Regions from separate parts of the Danio rerio genome. Here all the other regions are linked to region 1. The links are chromatin contacts, called in public Hi-C and HiChIP or PLAC-seq maps. All regions are on one chromosome and are shown on one strand. Each heading gives the region's core, a stretch centred on a gene start, on an enhancer-like site or on the middle of the called end of the contact. The rest is flanking DNA. Distances are from core to core; before and after follow the strand shown.

Evidence for each region. Hi-C and Micro-C count contacts between places; a contact is called where the count stands out from the background. HiChIP or PLAC-seq counts read pairs in DNA pulled down with a chosen protein or histone mark.
Region 2: an H3K4me3 HiChIP or PLAC-seq map of embryo shows a contact between it and region 1, with 4 times the contacts expected there. The contact joins the promoter of ctdsp1 here to the promoter of mfsd6b in region 1.
Region 3: a Hi-C map of hematopoietic stem cells shows a contact between it and region 1, with 4 times the contacts expected there. The contact joins the promoter of glsb here to the promoter of mfsd6b in region 1. A contact is called at or near these places in 1 of 18 Hi-C or Micro-C datasets (hematopoietic stem cells) and 1 of 4 datasets of contacts at active chromatin or transcription factors (caudal fin).

What each region holds. Positions count from the first base shown.
Region 1 is chr9:43,235,380-43,238,916 of GRCz12tu, reverse strand. mfsd6b (major facilitator superfamily domain containing 6b) reads left to right here and starts at 1,789. Exons shown (of 7, transcript NM_001328216.1): 1 at 1,789-2,084.
Region 2 is chr9:43,417,934-43,421,470 of GRCz12tu, reverse strand. ctdsp1 (CTD (carboxy-terminal domain, RNA polymerase II, polypeptide A) small phosphatase 1) reads right to left here and starts at 1,569. Exons shown (of 7, transcript XM_021479012.3): 1 at 1,174-1,569.
Region 3 is chr9:43,079,080-43,082,616 of GRCz12tu, reverse strand. glsb (glutaminase b) reads left to right here and starts at 2,000. Exons shown (of 18, transcript XM_688079.11): 1 at 2,000-2,406. The coding sequence starts at 2,123.

The DNA.
Region 1 (3,537 bases), core at 540-3,039:
TATGGAAATAAGTCTTTAGAAGGACAATATGTTAAAGAAAACATTTTAGGAAATATTGATATTATTAAACAGTAAATGCTATACTAATAAATATAAACTAATAATATAAACACGTGATACAGTTATATATAATCATTTAAAATGGACCAATGTATTCATAAATATAAATTGAAAAAAAGCTTGATGTTCTTATGAAATATATTACATAAATAACAGAGTAAAAGAAGTTCAATCTATAATTTAACATTGTATTTATCCAGCTAAAGAGGTTTTTAGAGAGATTTAATTTGAATATTGATTATTCCTGTGATTTTTGTTAAATGGAAAAGGAATCTGATGTCCATATGTTTTGTGATTGTATATACACAAGGATTTTCTGGGTGGATGTGGAACATTTTCAATTTTCAAAACAAGTATCATATTCAAGTTACATAATTTTGATATTTGCATTTATTATGTCAATACGTATAAAAAAATGACCTTTCTAGAACAACTTTTTATTACTATGGGAAAGTTTCATATACATAAAAAATGGACTGGATCAAAGCCAAATTTTGTTCAATTTCTTCAAGAGACTAAGGGCTACTGCACAAGTTTGGAGAACATTGTTAATAAAAACACAAAAAAGACTTATAATATTCTTAAAAATATATAAGAATTTTAATTACTGAATGTTTTTATGTACACTCTGGCATATATTTTTGTATATTACTTTATAATATACAGTTTAGTTTTATTGTGTTGAGCAAAAAAAAAAAAAAAAAAGACTTCAAATCCTGTGTGAATCGGTTGCTTCGGTTCACTTTATCAGATGCACCATGAATAATTTTAGTGGAAAAGTTTGTTAAATGCTGCTGTTAATCACTATGTGTTGTATTTATTTCAATGATACATAATCATCAATGTAAAAACCTCATTGTTTTTGAGTCAGCTCACTTTTTTATTTTTGTTTAAGTTTATAATAAGACTTTGTAATATAAATAGTAATATAATGTAATGTAACATAATATAATATAATATAATATAATATAATATAATATAATATAATATAATATAATATAATATAATATAATATAATATAATATAATATAATATAGGCGCAGTGGGTAGCACGTTCGCCTCACAAGAAGGTCGCTAGTTCGAGCCTCGGCTCCTCCGGGTGCTCCGTTTTCCCTCACAAGTGCAAAGACTTGGTCCAAAGACACCCAATAGGTGAATTGGGTAGGCTAAATTGTCCGTATTATGTGTGTGAATGAGAGTGTATGGATGTTTCCCAGTGATGGGTTGCAGCTAAAAGGGCATCCGCTGCGTAAAACATATTCAGGATAATTTGGTAGTTCATTCCGCTGTGGTGACCCCAGATTAATAAAGAGACTAAGCCAAAAAGAAAATGAATGAATGAATAATATTATATAGGACGATGTAAACTCTCTGATTAGTCCATCAGCTTTATTGTGCGCCGGTAGATGTCGCTGTTTTATCACAATCTCTAGCGTTAGTCTAAATAAATTAATGGATTTGCTGAATAATAACAACAACAAATTAGTACTAAGAAGCCCACAAATGGAATAAAATATTAAAATGCATATATAATCCAGCAATAATTAAACTGCTCTACTCAGAAGCTCATATAGTGCCCTATATTATATCATAACGTTGTTTTAAAAGTCAAGATTATCAACATCTGATCTGACTCTTAAACAAGACAGTCTGTACAGGAAAAAAAAAAAAAAAAAAAAAAACAGAATTTCCGCAAGTGACAAATAAAATAGGGTGTCACAGTTTGGTGACATCAGTAGAAATGAAGGCAGTCCCTCGAGCAGCACACACACTCTCAGACACTGCTGCTGCGCACATCGCAGGCAGGTGTGAGACTGACGTCAGGTCGGATGAAATACGGCTGTTCAATAAAGCCGCTTCTTCTCTACGGGAATACTTCGATGTTTTGTGATTATTCACAGAAAGTGAACAGGAACCAGGATGGTGATAAAATGATGGTTGGAAGAGGAGAGCAGTCTGTTGAAGGGATCGTCCTCCTTCAACGCCAGACACTGAAATAACAAAAACTTCCACACAACAACCGGGTAAGTTAAGCCACACCATGCGTCAAAGACCAATAATCAGCAGTTTTTGTGTGCATGTACATTTTCGTGCAATATACAACGTTAATGTATATTTAGGGTGTGTGTTAGTTTCAGCCAGGGACACACCCTTAGAAGTTTATTGTGATATATGTGGTTTTGGATGTTGACTGCACCTACAGCAATCTTCATTCTTCAATACAATCTCCAAAATTGCATTCTTAACTATGTAATTTATACTCGTACAACCTGAAATTCAACATTATTTCTACTTATAATATACTTGATATTATGTTACAGTGACAGAGCTTGGTTATTCACGGGCAGTTACTAAATCAATCTAGTTTGAGGTCAAACTACAATATATGAAAAAAAAAATTCATTTTGGTTTGAAAATGAAAAAAGGAAATTAAAAGAAAAGGAAAGGAAATGTACATTTTGTCTTCTTTTAAAATTAAAAACAGTTTTGTGTCCAATACCAGTATCAAAATAGTTTAATGTAAAAAAAAAAAAAAAAAAACTGAGCGATTATTTAATTTACTTTGTTATGGAATAAAAATGTATAAAAAAGCAACCTGAACATTATTAAAATGACTGAGGTAAGGTTGGTTTTAAATTAAAATTTTCTGACTTTCTCCTTATTAATATCATTTCAGATAACTATTATTTTGGAAATCCTAAATAGTGGAATCATATTAGCAGCAAATGACTATCAAAGTACAACATTGTTCATGATCAAATAAATAGAGCTAAGGATGTTTTCAAGTCATACTTGGGTGATTTCAGACCAACTATTCAATGTACCATGGTAAACAATATAAAGAGCATGTCACAAGTTGTCACTGAATGAATGTGCGGAAATAAAACCAACTTTACCAAAACATTGAAATGAGACTACTTAGAAACTGACAGGTTTCATGAACAAGTAAATAACAAGAATTGTGATTTACAAAACATGACGTGGGCGTCACGATGGCACAGTGGGTAGAACAATTGCCTCATGGCAAGAAAGTTGCTGGTTCGGGCCTCGGCTGGGTCAGTTGGCATTTCTAGGTGGAGTTTGCATGTTCTCCGTGTTTGCATGAGCTTCCTCTGGGTGCTCCGGTTTCCCCCACAAGTCCAAAGTCATGCGCTATAGGTGAATTAGGTAAGCTGAATTGTCCGTAGTGTATGTGTGTATGGGTGTTTCTCAGTGATGGGTTGCAGCTGGAAGGGCATCCACTGCGTAAAACATATGCTGGATAAGACGGCGGTTCATTCATCCGTGGTGACCCCAGATTAATAAAGAGACTAAGCCGAAAAGAAAATGAATAACTGAAAACTTGATGTCAACAAGAAAAGATAAGGCGAAATTTTCCATCTTTCTTTTTTTGTTCTTCGTTAAGACAGTGTTTCCATTCATCTCAATGATCATTAAACAGCTGCCACATAAATTATACGTGAATGTTTTGAAGTC
Region 2 (3,537 bases), core at 320-2,819, 180 kb before region 1:
ATCATGTCTAATCAACTGAATGTACCACAGGTGAATACCAATGAAGCTGCTGAAACATCTCAAGAATGATCAGTGGAAACAGAATGTACCCGAGCTCAATTTAGAGCTTCACGGCAAAGGCTGTGAATATGGGATGTGATTTTTCAGCTTTTTTGTTTGTAATAAATTGGCAACAATATCAAAAAATCTTTTCACGTTGTCATTATGGGGTATTGTGTGTAGAATTATGAGGAAATAAATTAATTTAATCCCTTTTGGAATAAGGCTGTAACATAAAAAATGTGGAAAAAGTGAAGCTATGAATACTTTCCAGATGCATGCTATTTTTGGGTAAAGGATAGCTTGAAATGCAAAAAACATGGCCTTTCAACTAACAAAGTATTTCCATCTTATAGGTCTTTTGCACATTCACCTGCACAACCAAACCACACAAGCTTAGTACATTAAAACAATTCACAACACTGCACAGCGACAAACACTAAACTATTTCAGTACAATAAACACCACAAAAATATATTCACTGACATTCTTGAATTAACACCATATAAAAAAAAGACTTAATCTGAACATCAAGAGATATAAGACAAGCAAAGCTAGGAGTCTGCTATTAACAAACAATCCCTATTCTATGCAATCTTGTCTCATGATAACCTGCCGCCCGAAGAGTCGTTTATTGTAAGTTCAGTGCACACACACAAAAGCATGAAGATGACTCAAGACAGGTTGGCTTCTGCACTACAGCACACACTACGAAGTAAACAAGGGTTACAGCCTTCCCTCATACGTCACATGTCATCATGGACACGCCCCCTTATTCTTAAAGCCTTCACTTACATAAAAATAAATAAATAAATAAAAGTCTTTATTTTAATAAAACTCCAGTTAACGGTGTACATATTAAGCTAGCCGTCTTTGATGAATGCGCATTGTATTATTATTATAACAGTGACCTGAATTAAAAGTGCATCAACTGTCATCCACTTTCGAGAAGTGGATCTGGCATGTTTCTGTAGTGTTTTGATGTGCGGAAATGTGCGATTGAAGTTTTAGTTACACTCGAAGCAAGATGACACTTTGAGGATGGAACTTTGTATCAAGCGGCCGCCGCGCGCGCCAAACATTCTTCAAAGGAGTTTTTGACATGCGCCGACTGCAAACTTTCTCTCAACTCACCTCTGTCGCGCAAAGGAGCAGTCGCTTCTTCATCTCTGTTCACTTGTGTGATGATCGAGGAGGACGGGTGGTCCATGAGATCCGTAAAGCCAGTACAATCGACACTTAAAAAGGTTTTCCGTATTAAAATCTTTCCGCTGGCTACGATTGAATTGAAAAAAAAGATGAAGAAAACTCCCTGCAAATGCCCCCAGAAATCCACAAGACTTTTACCGCTTAAAAGAAGTCATAATGAAAACCGTTCGAGGCAGGTTGCGATGTCTGTGCTGTTATAAGTTAGACGACAAAAAGAAAACGGAATAAAAATAATGATAAAAAGTTTAGTTCCTTGATGATAACTTTTCACAACATGGAGTTCGGCTCTGCTCTCAATTTCAACATACAAACATGGAACTCGGTGGTTTCAAGGCGCCCTTCCTCTTAAAGGGGCAACGACACTCCAGCAAGAACCAACTAAGCATCTTTTTGAAGGTCCAAAGTTTATGAATGTGAAATATGTCACGATTCCGAAGCAATATATCAGCGAGTTGCATACCTGTTCCACTAAAACAACACTTATAGAAGTTCCTCCAATATTTTATTGACCCCCACAAACGTTCATCATTCATTCGTTTTCTTTTCGGTTAAGTCCCTTTATTCATCAGGGGTCGCCACAGCAGAATGAACCAACTTATCCAGCATTTTACAAAGCGGATGCCCTTCCAGTTGCAACCCATGACTGGGAAACACCTATACACACCTATTCACACACACTCAAACACCACAGACAATTTAGCTTACACAATTCACCTATACCACATCTTATTAAATATAGCCTACTTGGGTTAAAAATGCCCCAACATATAACCCATATCCCATATAGGTTATTATAGCACCTTCTCAACTATGGGTTATTTTCCCACAGTGCATTGGGTTATAAAATTTAACCCAATGCATTGGGTTGTTTTGATTTTAAAAAAAAATATTCTGGTATTACTATTACTATAATTGTATAAATATGGCTGTGTAAATAAATAACATACAAAAATATTAAAAAGGCTTTATCTCCCTTACATTTTAAGTTCCAGACACTTAAACCTTTTTATCCATTTAATATAAATCGGAAGTGCGTGTTTGTATTATCAACAATTAAGAGTGCTGGTAAAAAAACATACAACATGGAGAGGTAATTTGATAACAACAACAACAACAACATTATTTGCAGTAGAGCTTAAATATACGTTATAATGCAAAAACAACATTACGTACTCAAAATAATACACCTCTTCTGTGTCAGTTAATTGGTGAAATTGAAAAATTTCAACCCTACTGGTTGAATTAATAAATAAATAATCTAATAAAGGTTAAAATAACCCAACAAAGCACCAAATATTTTAGGCAACTTGTTGAGTTATTATTAAATAATCCAACAAAGCACCCAATATTTAACTCAACCATTGGGTTGACCGCATGCATTTATAAATTTGCATATTGCATTAATTATTAATTATAATTACTACATATATTTATAATACTTCTAAGCTGTGCATATTGTAGCCTAGGGGTCCTGCAATACTGTAACTACAGGCTATGTGGAACGTAAATATTTAACATGGTAAAACACACATCATAGATTTAAAATGCATTTTAAACTGCATTTTAAGAATATAAACAATTATTCATTCAATAAGAACATGGTAACGATGTATCTTTACGTTATAAATATATTTACATTAAATAAACAAAAGAAATAAATACATGTATTTGCATTAATTTTATCATTTAGAGGGGTCCACTGAATAATTTCTTGTTTATTCATTCATTTTCTTTTAGACTAAGTCCCTTTATAAATGTGGGCTCTCCACAGTGGAATGAACTGCCAACTTATCCAGCATTTGTTTAATGCAGCGGATGCCCTTCTAGCCACAACCCACCACTGGGAAATAATTTCTTGTTTTATTGTGCAATTTCCCTTCAGACCTCCAGTATGAAATACTTTTACGCTACAATAATACTCCTTTTTTTGTTCTTTCACGTCAATTGGGTGGTAAATCTGACTTCGGTACAAAGTGTCCTAATCGCTCTCTCTCTCAGACTTGATTAACGCGCGCTGCCCCTTTAAAATCTACAAAATCCAATACGCAAACAAAAGTTTAAAAGATCTCTTGGCCTCGGCGTAAGGGAGCGCTAAATTCTAGGTTACATCTGGGTTGAAAACCGTTCGACGCGTGATATTTATCATTAGTAACAAGGCGAGAATGATTTTTAAACGAAAGCGTGTGTGTTTACCGCACATTAACAAGCAGGACAACTTTCTTGTGAACTTTTTTTGGCAGGCTCTGAGAGTACGGGCGCCTTGAGACCGTCTTCAGAATGGAGGATAGG
Region 3 (3,537 bases), core at 751-3,250, 160 kb after region 1:
AGTGTTGTGAGGAATGCACCAAAGCGACAGAGAAAAACTGATATCTATTTTACAACCACATTGTACAAATTCTCCAGAAGATGGCAGCATTTCACTATATCGGTGCTCATGCATCGTTTTCTTGTGATTGTGAAGAGTGAAATCATGATTTGATCTAGAATTTCTCCTTTGAGACAGTAGAGGGCGCAAACCGACACATTTTCCCTTGTTTTAGGCCAAAATTTAGAAGTTTCTAGAAATACAGGCCTCAGTGACTCATATCATCATTCTTTTCAAGGGCGTTCAGAACTACTTGTCTGTATTTTTTTGGTCTATTTTTAAGCATAATACTTTTTTCCTGTATCCTGGGTTACAGAAGTAGTTTTCTCATTTCATTTCAAGGGAGAAAAAAATATATATAAATAAAAGATTTCAGATCATGAATCAAACCAATCAGCTTTGAATGTCAACACTGTTGGAAACTTAAGGTCAAATGCATTACATTGATGTAAATTTTTCTGAGATTGGCCTGATAGCACCCTTTGTAATGAAGTGTGTGAGTTCATGGAGACTTCATGGAATTTATGGGGTTGTGATTTAAATGAAGTATAAAATCTCAGCCCATAAAAAAAGCTATTTTAGTCTATAGTGATGGCTTCTTATGTATAAACAGAGATTGCTTAACTCCTTGAACTGTTACTGAATGATTGCACAAGCCCATATGTACACCTGAAATGCTCAAAGTGCCTTCATTTTCTCTTTATATTAAACACACAGAGTTTTCTTGAGCTTCCTGCAGAGCTGAGCTCTTTATTTTGCAGCCGCTAGAGATAAGCAGCTTTCTCTAAAACATGCCTCAATCCTATTTTGTTGTCAGCAAGCTTCTCACCTGGTTCCTTCTTATTTTAACATTTCCAGGCATCAGATTATTGCATCAAGTGCTTTCTATCTATCTGTCTATCTATCTATCTATCTATCTATCTATCTATCTATCTATCTATCTATCTATCTATCTATCTATCTATCTATCTATCTATCTATCTATCTATCTATCTATCTATCTATCTATCTGTCTGTCTGTCTGTCTGTCTGTCTGTCTGTCTGTCTGTCTGTCTATCTATCTATCATCCACCCATCCATCCATCCATCCATCCATCCATCTATCCATCCTTCCCTCCTTCCTTCCTTCCTTCCTTCCTTCTGTGCATCTATCTGCCTGTCTGCCTGCCTGCCTGTCTGTCTGTCTGTCTGTCTGTCTGTCTGTCTGTCTGTCTGTCTGTCTACGTCCGTCCATCCGTCCGTCCGTCCGTCCGTTCATCCGTCTATCTATCTCAAACATACCAAAAGAGAAAAAGTTTTACATGAGAGAATAATGACTTGAACCATTCAGAGATGTCTTGTTATCATCCATAATGGCTTGTACAAATCATAGATGTCATACAATGAAAATAAATATCAAATTAAAAGTAAAAGGGCATATTATAAATGTTGTTATTTTTATTTAAGTTTTTTATTTAAGACAATGTTTTTAAACGTGTAAAGTACTGATGACATTTCAAGTAATTTTTTTACAATAACTCCTGCAACGTAGTACTATTTATAAGATAAAGTAACAAACATATGTAATTTTTAGACAATTAACAAAGCATTTTTTCACCACAAATAAAACATTTGTTATTCTGACCAACTGTTTTGCTCTTTAAACGACTTATGTTAAAATTAGTTATTGTACTAACTAGTATAACGTTATGTTTATGATGTATATGGGAAAAAAAAGATAAATGTACTTAAAGCATCATCCACACAAGTTTTCTCAAATAAACGTCACTACAAAGTCAAACCCAACGCTGGCCGAAGTGAGTCATTGCAGGATGTGATGCATGGCCATCAAAAATGAAACATGCTTAATTCAGCCAATGACGTGAGAGAATACTTGCATATATTATCACGCCGCCCAATAGGACGTTAGGTGGGCGTGTACGAGTGCGTTTGCTCGGCGTTCGTCATTAAAAAGATCCTCACAGACTCAGTAGGTGCGCAAAGTGTGGGAATTGACAGTGCCGTGGCTTCCAGAACTACAAGTTGTCTTCTAGTATTATTAAAAATAAAGACATTAAAACTGAAGTAGCTCGATAGAACTGAAATGTTACAGTTTAGGGCTTCAATTGTGCTGAAGGAGTTGATTCAAACCAGCCCTAAGCGTTTGTTGTCGGACATTATTAGGCACAAAAAGACTTTACCTAACGCGTACTGCTTCAGCGCTGCTAATAATGGCAGAATATCTAAACTAAACATTGTCCATTATGGAAGGTGTTTCATTCAGCCTTTAGCTGGGAGAAGATTCCTATGTACAAAGACCGAGGGAGCGATTGAACCCACTGAGACAGCGAAGAAAGATGAGACCGTCCAGGAAGCGGCGGCAGATAAGTACGGATTTTTATTTATTTATTTTGTCAGTTGATCATGACGCATGAGAAAATAAACGTTACTGATCTGGTGTCTATTACATGTGTGCAGCACACGCGCCAAAATACGCATGAATGGCTGGCAACGTGGCGCTGTGTGTACACTTTTACAGCAAGTGGATGGAGAACATGTGTAGTAATATTGTTATTAAACATGATTGATAAAAGTATAATAATACCGATTTTATTTGGTTTTGAACGAGTATGCAACGTTTCTGGAAATGGGACACTCCCTATTAATGTGAAGGGCATTCATACAAGCTAGATCTGTCATATGTGATGTTTTTGAACGGATTTTTATTCGTGAGTGAAGCTGACTTCCATGCACTGACTCGTATTTTCCGTTCACTTAAAGTGTGTCCTCTTTTTTTGAAGCGTGACTTCTGATCTGTCATTACATACTAAACAAGCCAATAGTATTCTAGTGTGGACTGTGAATAAGCATTTCATTGGTTTAACACTGATGGAATACGCCCCCTTTTTATTTATTTTTATTTATCTTTTTATTTTACCATGAATTTCCCATTCAGATATGCACCCCAAAATGGCAGCACAAAAAGTTTCAGATACAAAATTAGACACATAAAACATCACAAATTAAAATTTACACAAAACATTCACATGATTAATCCAGGTAGGACTTCAGAAGATTTTAAAAAATATTTAGAGATGGATTTGTTTCTAATATGATAACACTGATAACGCATTTCATTTAATAATGTAGGGCTGAAATGGGATAACACTGTTTTACTAAACTCTACACTCTTAGAAGAAATGGTGCAATGTTGTATTAAAATAGGTACAAACCCTTGTCACTGGGGCAGTACCTTTTTATGGGACAGAATTGTACCTTAAGACAAAGAAATACATTTGTACCATTGCCGTTTGAACCTAAAAGTACATGATTTGAACCATGGAAAACCAAAATGTCCCTTTGGCTTTTGAAACCTGCAGTTACAATATTGTACCATCATCAAAGGGACAAATCTGATCTATGAAGGTACCACTACAGCGACAAGACAATTTGTACCTTAACAGTGTCAAAAATGCTTACTAAACATTTATTTAAAATGCCTTAAATGTTTAGTTTACA